Linked DNA regions of Mus musculus: all the other regions are linked to region 1. The links are chromatin contacts, called in public Hi-C and HiChIP or PLAC-seq maps. All regions are on one chromosome and are shown on one strand. Each heading gives the region's core, a stretch centred on a gene start, on an enhancer-like site or on the middle of the called end of the contact. The rest is flanking DNA. Distances are from core to core; before and after follow the strand shown.

Region 1 (3,112 bases), core at 393-2,892:
CCCACCCCCATCTTAACAGTCAGCTAAACCCTTGTCTAGTTAGTGAGTCCCCCAGAGGCTTACTTAATCTAGGGACAATCCCTCCGGTTTGTGTGGGTCCTGTAGAAGTTCTGCATTCTTTACAGCTGTGGCATGACCCGAGTGCTGTGGCTAGGGCTATCGGTTCTGTGGTGTGGCTGGATGCCAGATAGCTGATCTCTTGTGTGCATGGGACTCAGCCAAGATCCTAGCTCCTAGTTCTTAGTTCTTAGCTCTCTGGGTGTCTGGCTCTGTCCCAAGTGACAGCCACATTGATACACTTTAAGTCCTGAAGCCCAGAAGGTACTTTAGGGACTGCAGACGACTATTTTTCTGGTCCTTTGTGTTTGGGTCAGGAAAGGTTGCTGGGGCGGTTGAGGGATGGGCTGTACCTGTGTGTGCCTGTGCTCCACAGCCCATGGAAGTGACACCCTCCATGAGAGCTGTGCTCTTTCAAGTCGGGCACTGTCCACCCCACATGGTTTTCTGTTGCAGCCTATGTTCTCTTCTGCTTCCATTAGTACAGACTATGGACAGTTGATAACCCCTACCCCTGCCCCATCTCTGGTTCAGGGGCTTTTCAGATGTTTTCTCTCCAGGGTGCAGATGCCCTCTAGCTCTGAAAACTTTTCCGAGAAAGAACCAGGGTGAATCTTGGGCTCTGGACTGGATTATGTGTCTAGGTTGTTGAGGTTGAGAGGGGAGGAGATCCAGGGCAGTGTTGTGTATGCTGAGTTATGTCTGCTTGTCTCTGTCTCTTTAGCTAGGTGTTGTGTTGAGGCAATGGCGTGGCTGGCTTGGCCTTTCCATTGTGGCTTGGACCCAGGTTATCTGTGCCTTTCCATCTGCAAGCCAAGGGTTTTCAGTTAGGGAAAATGGCCGTGCCATTTTGCCTGTCTGTTGATACTGACAAGTCCTGATAAGACATAAACTCCAGGAGCCAGGGTGGTTGTGGTGATAAGGCAAGGAACTTGGCTGAGGCAGGGGTTGGAGAACAGGTGTTGATGAACAGTGAATAACTTTTAAATATCCCCTGAACGTGAGAGTCAGGATGGCTGGGTTCAAGCCTGGCTTCTGTAGTTGGTCAGTTATACCCATGCCTAACCATGTAACATTCCTGTGCCTCACTTTCCTCAAGAGGTGACAATGCTAGCACCTCCCCAGGGATGGGACTCCTCAAGGAAATGAGCCAATAGGAACAAGGCCTTCCCATACCAACCTGATACACAGGAAGTGTGAGATCTCTTCCTTCCTTCACTGTGTTTGCAGTTACGGGAGGAAGGCCATTTCTCTTTGTGCACATGAAATTCAGAGAGGCTAAGTACCTTGCCTGAGAAACCACCATTGGCAACGGCTGGCAAGAGTAGAATTTCAGTCTTTCATACTTTGTCGCTGTTACATCCTAGGGAGAGCTGCCCTTGACACCTACGAGGTCCCCACACACAGACAGGCTGGGGTGAGGAGGATGAGAGAGCTTCTGTCAGCTTTCCTTCCCTTTTAGGCTACGCGTCCAAGCTTCCTGCGTAGCAGACACTAGGGGACTTTTCCCGGAGGCCTAGCTCTAAAGACCATCTCGTGACTCACAGCTACTTCTCCCTTTTGCCTGAAATTCTGCCCTTTGTTTCATCAGAGCAGTTGCTCAAGTTGGGTTTACAGCCCCGAACTCTAGTCTTCTGTCCTCATACCTGACACCCATGTGTCATCTTGTTGTGAGATCTGATGACGCGTGTCAGCATGTCATTAAAATTGAGAAGCCTGTAAAAATCTTCGGGTGATTGTAATTCATGTCCTGTGTGTGCTTGTCAAAAGTTTTGACTTGAGATTTTAGAGTTTTATAGTTTGAAACCTTTCATCTCCCTGAACATTTCCCCAGACCTGTCAAAGCCCGGCTGTGCCCCAGAGCCTGGGCTGTTGGTTGCCATCCAGGGCAGAGGCCTGGCTCTAGCCAAAGCAGTGCCCCAGTGCACTGTTGAAATATTGCTTGAGCTAAATCAAACCAAAGGTCAACTTTACCCAGACAAGCATAGAAAATACAATTGCATTCAATTACAGAAAGCCATGTTAGCTCACAATATCAGGCTGCTTTTTAAAAAGCTTGACTTGTGACCACCAGACAACAGTGTCACATGTCTCCTGCCTTTCCTGTATGAGATTCGTTTACCCTGTGGGTGGCAGAGAGCAGCTTGGGCATAGAGTTTGGTTCTCCCTGAAAGCTTTGTGCTTCAAGCCCGCCCACCTCAGTTGCACGGAAGTCCCAAAAGACAGTGTTCAATTGACTCTGTCTACAGACAAGGTTGGACAGGGTAGCAACGCCATTTTGCATTAAAAGATATCCCCCAATAGTATAAATTCATTGTACATCGTTTCATGTCATATAAGGATTTGCTCACATAGGTATGCTCTGTATGTTTGGTCCCGTGTCATATAAGGGTGTATTCACATAAATAGGTATTGTATGTTTGGTCCTATGTTATGTAAGGGTACATTCATAGGTGTGCATTGTATTGTCCTATGCCATAAAGGACATACTAAACATAGGTATGTATGCATTGTATGTTTGGTCCCATGTCATGTAAGGCCATACTTACATAGGTTTATTCTACATGTTAAAGATGCTCCTCACATACCCTCTCCTCTCCTCTGCTCAACCCTCCTTTGGCATTATTCCTTCTGTGTTCCTAGACAATTTGCTTCTATTTTCTGTTCTATGTATTTATATGAAACCTAGGACCCATAAGTGAGAGAAAAGCATAGAGTATCTCTCTTTCTGAGACTAACTTAATTTGATTAATAGGATTATCTCTGACTATATGTATTATCTCAAAAAAGCCATAGCTTTGTTCTCTATGGCTGAAAAGTATTTCTCCTCTTTCTCTGTGGTTGGACCCCCTAGATTGGTTCTCTAACTTAGCTGTTACGAACAGAGCTTCAGTGAGCATTGATGTGCCTGTGTTTGAGTGGAACTTTATATTTTTAGTGGACTACTGAATTTGGTTCTTTGAAGCAGCATTAGTGGATCAGTACTATCCCCATTTTATTGATGAGAAAACTGAGTCTGAAAAGGTTGTATCTGTTGCTCAGTGCTATGGAGTTG
Region 2 (3,112 bases), core at 393-2,892, 390 kb before region 1:
AGAAAAACAATGACAAGAATACTTTTCAGAAACTGAACAGCCTGGACACCTGCAGGCTCTGGCACACACAGTATGCACGGGGCATGCTCGGGTGGGTGGTGCAGAAAAGACACTGGCAAAGGGAACTGCCAAACACCCAGGTGAGCTTTGAACTTAAGAAAGTGTGATGGGGGCTGGAGAGATGGCTCAGCTGTTAAGGGCCAGGCTCAAAACAGACAAGGGCAATGGCGACAGGAGACAAACCACAAAGTGCTCAGACTGGCCTGCAGAGGAAGCTGTACAGAGACCGGTGGGGGAGGGGTTTAAGCACAGGCTCAGTTCAGGTGGGTTCTGGGGTTATTTGAAGAAGAAATGAAGCAAAATCTATTCTAACTTGGAAATCTGGAAATACCAAATTCTTTCCAGGAGGAAAGAAAGGTTAGAATACCCACAAAAAGCAGCGTGTCTGCACAGTACACAGGACATAGGCACCAAACATGAGAATGGGCAACAGGGAAGGCGCAAGCCATAAATCACAGGCGGTCAGGAAAAGGAAAAGAGCCACAGGAAAGGAGTAACTTGAAAAGCTGTGCTCAGAGTGAGATGATGAAACCCAGTTAGATGCTGCTACATGTTTAACGGTGGCTTGAACCTCTATTTGGCTTTTACTGTCCCCACCAAGAAGAGAAGAAGGTAGAGAAAATGAGATTTACCAAGGAGTTACTGTATCTCACAAAGCCTCAGAGGCTGTGTCCTCAGCATACTACAATTCAATAGCCCACGGAGGGATCCAGATGGTGGGTAACAATTGGAGATCGCATAGACGTAAAGTCTGACCCACAAATGTTATTCTCTCTGATCCTAACTGGAAAGACAGGGCACAGCCACCAGTGTCAGGTTGATGGCTGGCTGGTCCATCAGGTCTGTAGCAGAAGGAACTCTGACTACTTACAATGCAGTGGTTTACCTTTGTAGGGAACAGCACTCAAAGGATTAGCATTAGACAGGACTTAATTCACAAAAAAGCATCCCGTAATTCCACAAACATTGTTACATATTACTCCCAGGAAAGGCCCTTTCAGTGCAAAAATCTACAAAACACAAATTTTGAATGCAAATAACTCTCAGACTACAGAAAAAGAGGCAGGAGTACAACGAGTCATTTCAACCCCACGTGACGAGGTTGAGATGGCTGTAGAAGCTGTACAGATCTGCAAGGAGGAAAGAGGGTGAGAGAGAGCATGAGGGAGGGGGAGGAGGAGTCTAAGCTGCATTTTGAAATTGAGTAGGAATTTTCCAGACAGATGGGGAAGGGAGCACTCGGGCAGAGGAAACCGCATGCCTAAAAGCGCAGAAGCATGAAAGAGCATATTTAAGGAACTGCAAATGATCGGATAGGGCTGACTCTAGGGTGGAACATCAAAGAGATATGTGCCGAGGAGAAGTGTTTGGGGGGTGGGGGGGAGAGGTGGCTGTCCTGAGAATTCAGGGGATCTCACACTTTGCTCCATAAGGCAATGTGTAGCTACAAGGACACCTCACAGTAAGGCCCTGGTGTAAGCAGCTGATCAAACTGAAGGCCAGGGGGAAAAGCTGGGCACAGCAGTGCGGATCCAGAGATGAGCCCTTGCCATTAAATTGCCTCCTGCTGCCATGGCAACTCTGCAGTAAGGCTTTTTTGGAGCAAGAGGTGGCAAACAGATACCAGGTCTGCTGGCCGCCTCCTGCCGGATTTGGCTTCTCTCCTCTCTAATCAAGCACTGCGGCACTAAGGCTGAGAAGCTGGCAGCAAAGCCCCTCGGATGCTTCCGCTTTAGCGAGTCCTGACACATGTCTTCCCCAGAGGGGAATAAAAATGGAGTCTGATCATTTGTCCAATTATTACCTGGAATCAGTTTATAATGTACAGCCCCTTTCTATGGAGCACGTTGCCCTTAGTGAGTCACCAAAATAAAATACCCAGCAGCGATGCAGACCCTTCTGCTACTGCTAAATAACAGCAATGCAGGCCTTCTGCTGATTCTAAATGCAGGCTGCAGAGGATCTGTTCTCTACCCTCGGAAGAGTTCTGCCCAAAGAGACCTCTTCCTTCCATGGAGGAGGAGGAAAGACAAGGAAAGGCAAGTCCAGGCATCACACGGGGCCAGGATCCAAGTGTCCCAAGGAGGGCCATCTTATTTAACCCACAGAACTATGGGAAGTGCATACCCAAACCAAGCTAACTACAAACTAACCTAGCTAACTACAACAACACACCATTAATAAAACATGCTTGCCCCCCAACACTCTGGAACAACAGAATTAAGAGAGGCTGGCTGGGCACAGTGACTAAGAGTAGATTGTGATCTAGGGGGTTGTACGATGGTTGCAACAGTCTCCCTCTGCCCATAAGCACATGTACTTCTACAGCTTCAATATCTGTCCCTCAAGAGTCCATGTGCAAGGGTGGGGATGTAGCTCAGTGCTATAGCACTTGCTTAGCATGTATTCAAAGGTTCAATACCCGCTCAAGCAAAAAACACTAGAAAACAAAGACAAAAACAAAACAAAACAAAATAAAAACCAAAAACACACCTTGAGATTTGTCACTGTGGCAGCATTAGGAAGAGGGAGCTCTAAGCGGTGACCGTGCACTGCTGTCATGAACAGACTAGGGACAGCATCAGGAGACACAGGGGCTGAGACTGGAAAGTGCTAATCTGAGGTCAACCTAAACTAGGCTGTGAAACCCTGCCCCTCAACACACACACACAGAGACAGAGACAGAGAGAGGGGGAGAGAGAGAGAGAGGGAGAGAGAGAGAGAGAGAGAGAGAGAGAGAGAGAGAGAGAGAGAGAGAGAGAGAGAGAGAGAGAGAGAGAAAACCAGCCTTATTTGCTCCTCAGCACTTACATATGTGTTACTATCAATCTCCACCAGTAGCAATCAACTCTAGGAGAGCAGGGCTGGTTGACTATTGAATCTATTTCTATACCCTCAGTACCTAAATAATGCCTGCAATGAAAAAGGAATCCATTATCATTTATGGAATCACTAAAAAGATGACACTTGTGTAAATTTTGCCAGGTAAAAATGAGGTGGAAAGGAAGTAGGGGAGAAGATATTTAAGGTGAAAATATTGTTATTCAACATA
Region 3 (3,112 bases), core at 413-2,912, 290 kb before region 1:
AGAGAGACGGCTTAGCCCTTCAGAGCACTGGATGCTTTTGAAGAGAACTAGTGTTAAGTCCCAGCACCATGTGGCCACTCACTATCAGTAACTCTTATCCCTAGGGATCTGATACTCTCCTCTAGTCTCCAAGGGCACTGGGTTCATATGTAGTGTACATACATACATATATACAGGCAAAATACTCAAAGCGATAGAATAATTTTGCATAAAAGAAAGAAAGGTGCGTCTGGAAGCAAGCTGCTAAGTTGTGTGTCTCCTGTCCACTTCAGCTCCTGCATCCAGGTTTCTGCCTTGAGTACCTCCCTTGGTTTCCCTTGATAATGGACTATTTATAACCTGAAGTCGGATGAATGCTTTCCTCCCCTAAGTTGCTTTTGGTCAGTGTTTCATCATAGCAACAGAAAGCAAACCGGAAAATGTAGTCATAAGGGTCCTAATTTGCATAAGGACATTTCTCTTCTCACTTCTCCTTTATGAACTTAAACAAAAAAAAAAAAAAAAAAGACAGAGTACAGATAGCCACCTAGGCAACAGGAAGGCCGAGTGGTGGATCCTTTCCAGCCTCCACTCTGCTACCAGATGGAACTTGGGCTAGGAAAGAAATTGTCTATACATAATATAATAGAGATGCCCATGGCCTGTGGTTTTCCATACAAATACCTTCCCATCTATTTACCGTACTTTTTTTTAAATTTTTAATATTTTTTATTACTTATTTTCCTCAATTACATTTCCAATGCTATCCCAAAAGTCACCCATACCCTCCCCCCCACTTCCCTACCCACCCATTCCCATTTTTTTTGGCCCTGGCATTCCCCTGTACTGGGGCATATAAAGTTTGTGTGTCCAATGGGCCTCTCTTTCCAGTGATGGCCGACTAGGCCATCTTTTGATACATATGCAGCTAGAGTCAAGAGCTCCGGGGTACTGGTTAGTTCATAATGTTTTTCCACCTACGTACTTTTTTTTTTTAAATCACATTTGGACCACTGTTGGTTGCCTTTTCTGGATAAACTGATAACATATATAATTTTAAGTCAATAGTGTTTTGCCTACATATTTGTCTGTGCACCATGTAAGTGTCTAGTACTTCTGGATGCCAGAAGAGAGCACTGGATTTTCCAGGGCAGGGCTGGAGTTACAAATGGTGGCAAGTTGCCATGTAGGCTTTTTGAATCAAACCTAGGTCCTCTGGATGAGCAGTTAGTGCTCTTAAGTGATGAATCATCTCTTCAACCATATATATATATATATATATATATATATATATATATATATATATATATATATATTGTGTGTGTGTATGTATTCATGTATGTGCAGGTGTTATGCATGTGTATGGAGGGGAAGCCAACCACTGGTGGTGTTCTTAGGGTGCTAACCACTTTTTTTTTCTTTTTAGACAGGGTCTGTCACTGACCTTGAACTTGCCAAGTAGGCTAGGATGGTTGGTCTGTGGAATGAAACGGGAGTGCACCGGTAGAATCCAATCCTTAGCTCTAGGATTGAATGTGTGTGACACTACCCCTGGCATTTCTATGTGGGTTCTGGGAACAAACTCAGGTCCTCATGCTCACAAGGTAAACACTATACTGACTGAGCCATCTTCCCACCCCCCATATGCATTTTAGAGCTGCATTATGCAATGTGTTAGCTCCTCCCCCCATAACCACTCTAAAATAAAAGAGGAAATCCAGCTCTCTTCACACTCGTTGCATTTCAAGCTTACACTAGCTACCGTCACAGCTACTTTGTTAGACATGGCAGAAAACGATCTTTTTCATCATTACTAATCTTCAAGACAACATTGCTCTAGAGACCTTCATGTCTGTGCTCAAAATTAGAGCAAAAAGGCTTGATATAATCTTTCCTTTCAACCATGGTAAGTTAGGACAAGTAGACAAATAACAAGCAGTGGGCTGCCAGTCACTTGTATTTATTTTGCTTTGCTGTGAATGCTATCCAAGGTAAACGACTTGAAAGGAAGAATTATTTTGGCTCATGGTTTTCAGAGGTTTCCGTCATCTGTGGTCATTTGTCCTGTTGCTTTGGGCTTGTGATGGCAGAATAGCATGGCTGGGGGCCACATGACAGAGGAGGTCTGTTTGCCTCTTGGCAGCCAGAAAGGATGAGGGAGAGAGTGAGAGAGAGAGGGAGACAGAGAGAGAGAGAGAGAGAGAGAGAGAGAGAGAGAGAGAAACAGAGAGAGAGACAGAAACAAAAAATAGTGAGAGAAACAGAGAGAGAAACAGAGAGAGAGAGACAGAGAGACAGAGAAAGAGACAGAGACAGAGAGGGTGAGTTTGGGTCCCAGTATATGCTTCAAGGTTCAAGGGCACACCCCTACTACTTCTTCCCACTATTTCCTATCAGCTCCCAATAGTCCCATCAGCTTGAAGACAAGCCTTTAACAAACATGCTTTCTGGGAACATTTGAGATCTAAGCTCCTGTAATCACAGCCCCCTAAAGGCAGAGGCAATGGGATCAAGAGTTCAAATCTGCAGATACTTGGCAAATTCAACACCAGCCTGGACTGCAGGAGACCCTGGGCTATGGAAGACCCTGTGTCAATTTCCTCCCTCCACCCGTGACAGAAGATCAAAGCATAAGATCATCTATTCATTCCATTCTGTCTCAGCTCTGTGGTGGAACTGAGAGCCTAGCTACTCAGCTCGGGGATGGGTAAATCTGAAACTCATCTGTTAGTGAGGGGTGATTAACTGGCGTTACATGGAGCCCCTTGAGCATATTATATAAGTAAATATAAAATATGCATTTCTCTACCCTGTTCTGCTCTTCCCTGCGAATACAGGCTTCTTGGGATTTACAGAGCACGGTGATTCATTCTCAGACTGGTGATTCATTAAGTAGGCATTTCTCAATGACAGCCTCCCAGATCATCAGTCTTCAAGCAGGAGCTATTTTCCTAGGTCTCTAGACCTATTTCCTTTTCAGCTTAAAACACTCTGAGAAAAAGATCTAAACATTTCAGTTCTTTCAGGAAGTCAGCTCTCTGGCTGGAAATCTGTAGCAGATTTTCAAATTGGGAAATGATAACTATGGTGTGAAATGAAAACTTATTTTTATTGGACAGAGCATACAAATGAA

The links. A called contact is a pair of places that touch in the nucleus more often than the background predicts. HiChIP or PLAC-seq counts read pairs in DNA pulled down with a chosen protein or histone mark.
Region 2: an H3K4me3 HiChIP or PLAC-seq map of bone marrow-derived macrophages shows a contact between it and region 1, with 4 times the contacts expected there. The contact joins two enhancer-like sites. A contact is called at or near these places in 1 of 15 datasets of contacts at CTCF or cohesin (the NIH/3T3 cell line), 3 of 484 Hi-C or Micro-C datasets (the AtT-20 cell line, bone marrow-derived macrophages and brain) and 3 of 115 datasets of contacts at active chromatin or transcription factors (SST interneurons, bone marrow-derived macrophages and microglia).
Region 3: a contact with region 1 is called in a Hi-C map of bone marrow-derived macrophages, with 36 read pairs. The contact joins two enhancer-like sites. A contact is called at or near these places in 3 of 15 datasets of contacts at CTCF or cohesin (the G1E-ER4 cell line, the NIH/3T3 cell line and pro-B cells), 6 of 484 Hi-C or Micro-C datasets (the G1E-ER4 cell line, bone marrow-derived macrophages, embryonic stem cells and 3 more), 1 of 115 datasets of contacts at active chromatin or transcription factors (embryonic stem cells) and 1 of 9 other capture datasets (embryonic stem cells).

Annotation. Positions count from the first base shown.
Region 1 is chr4:53,119,056-53,122,167 of GRCm38.p6, reverse strand. All of the region lies in intron 5 of Abca1 (ATP-binding cassette, sub-family A (ABC1), member 1), which reads left to right. Among named protein-coding and RNA genes, the nearest start is that of Abca1, 39 kb to the left of the region's middle. Within about 2 kb of position 1,642, at least 84 of the 459 cell types and tissues checked have an H3K27ac peak or open chromatin away from gene starts, as enhancers often do. A contact at or near this core is called in bone marrow-derived macrophages, microglia and neutrophils, where this site is marked.
Region 2 is chr4:53,510,856-53,513,967 of GRCm38.p6, reverse strand. All of the region lies in intron 3 of Slc44a1 (solute carrier family 44, member 1), which reads right to left. Among named protein-coding and RNA genes, the nearest start is that of Slc44a1, 72 kb to the right of the region's middle. Within about 2 kb of position 1,642, at least 146 of the 459 cell types and tissues checked have an H3K27ac peak or open chromatin away from gene starts, as enhancers often do. A contact at or near this core is called in bone marrow-derived macrophages and microglia, where this site is marked.
Region 3 is chr4:53,409,496-53,412,607 of GRCm38.p6, reverse strand. No RefSeq gene overlaps it. Among named protein-coding and RNA genes, the nearest start is that of Gm12496, 7.2 kb to the right of the region's middle. Within about 2 kb of position 1,662, at least 74 of the 459 cell types and tissues checked have an H3K27ac peak or open chromatin away from gene starts, as enhancers often do. A contact at or near this core is called in bone marrow-derived macrophages and neutrophils, where this site is marked.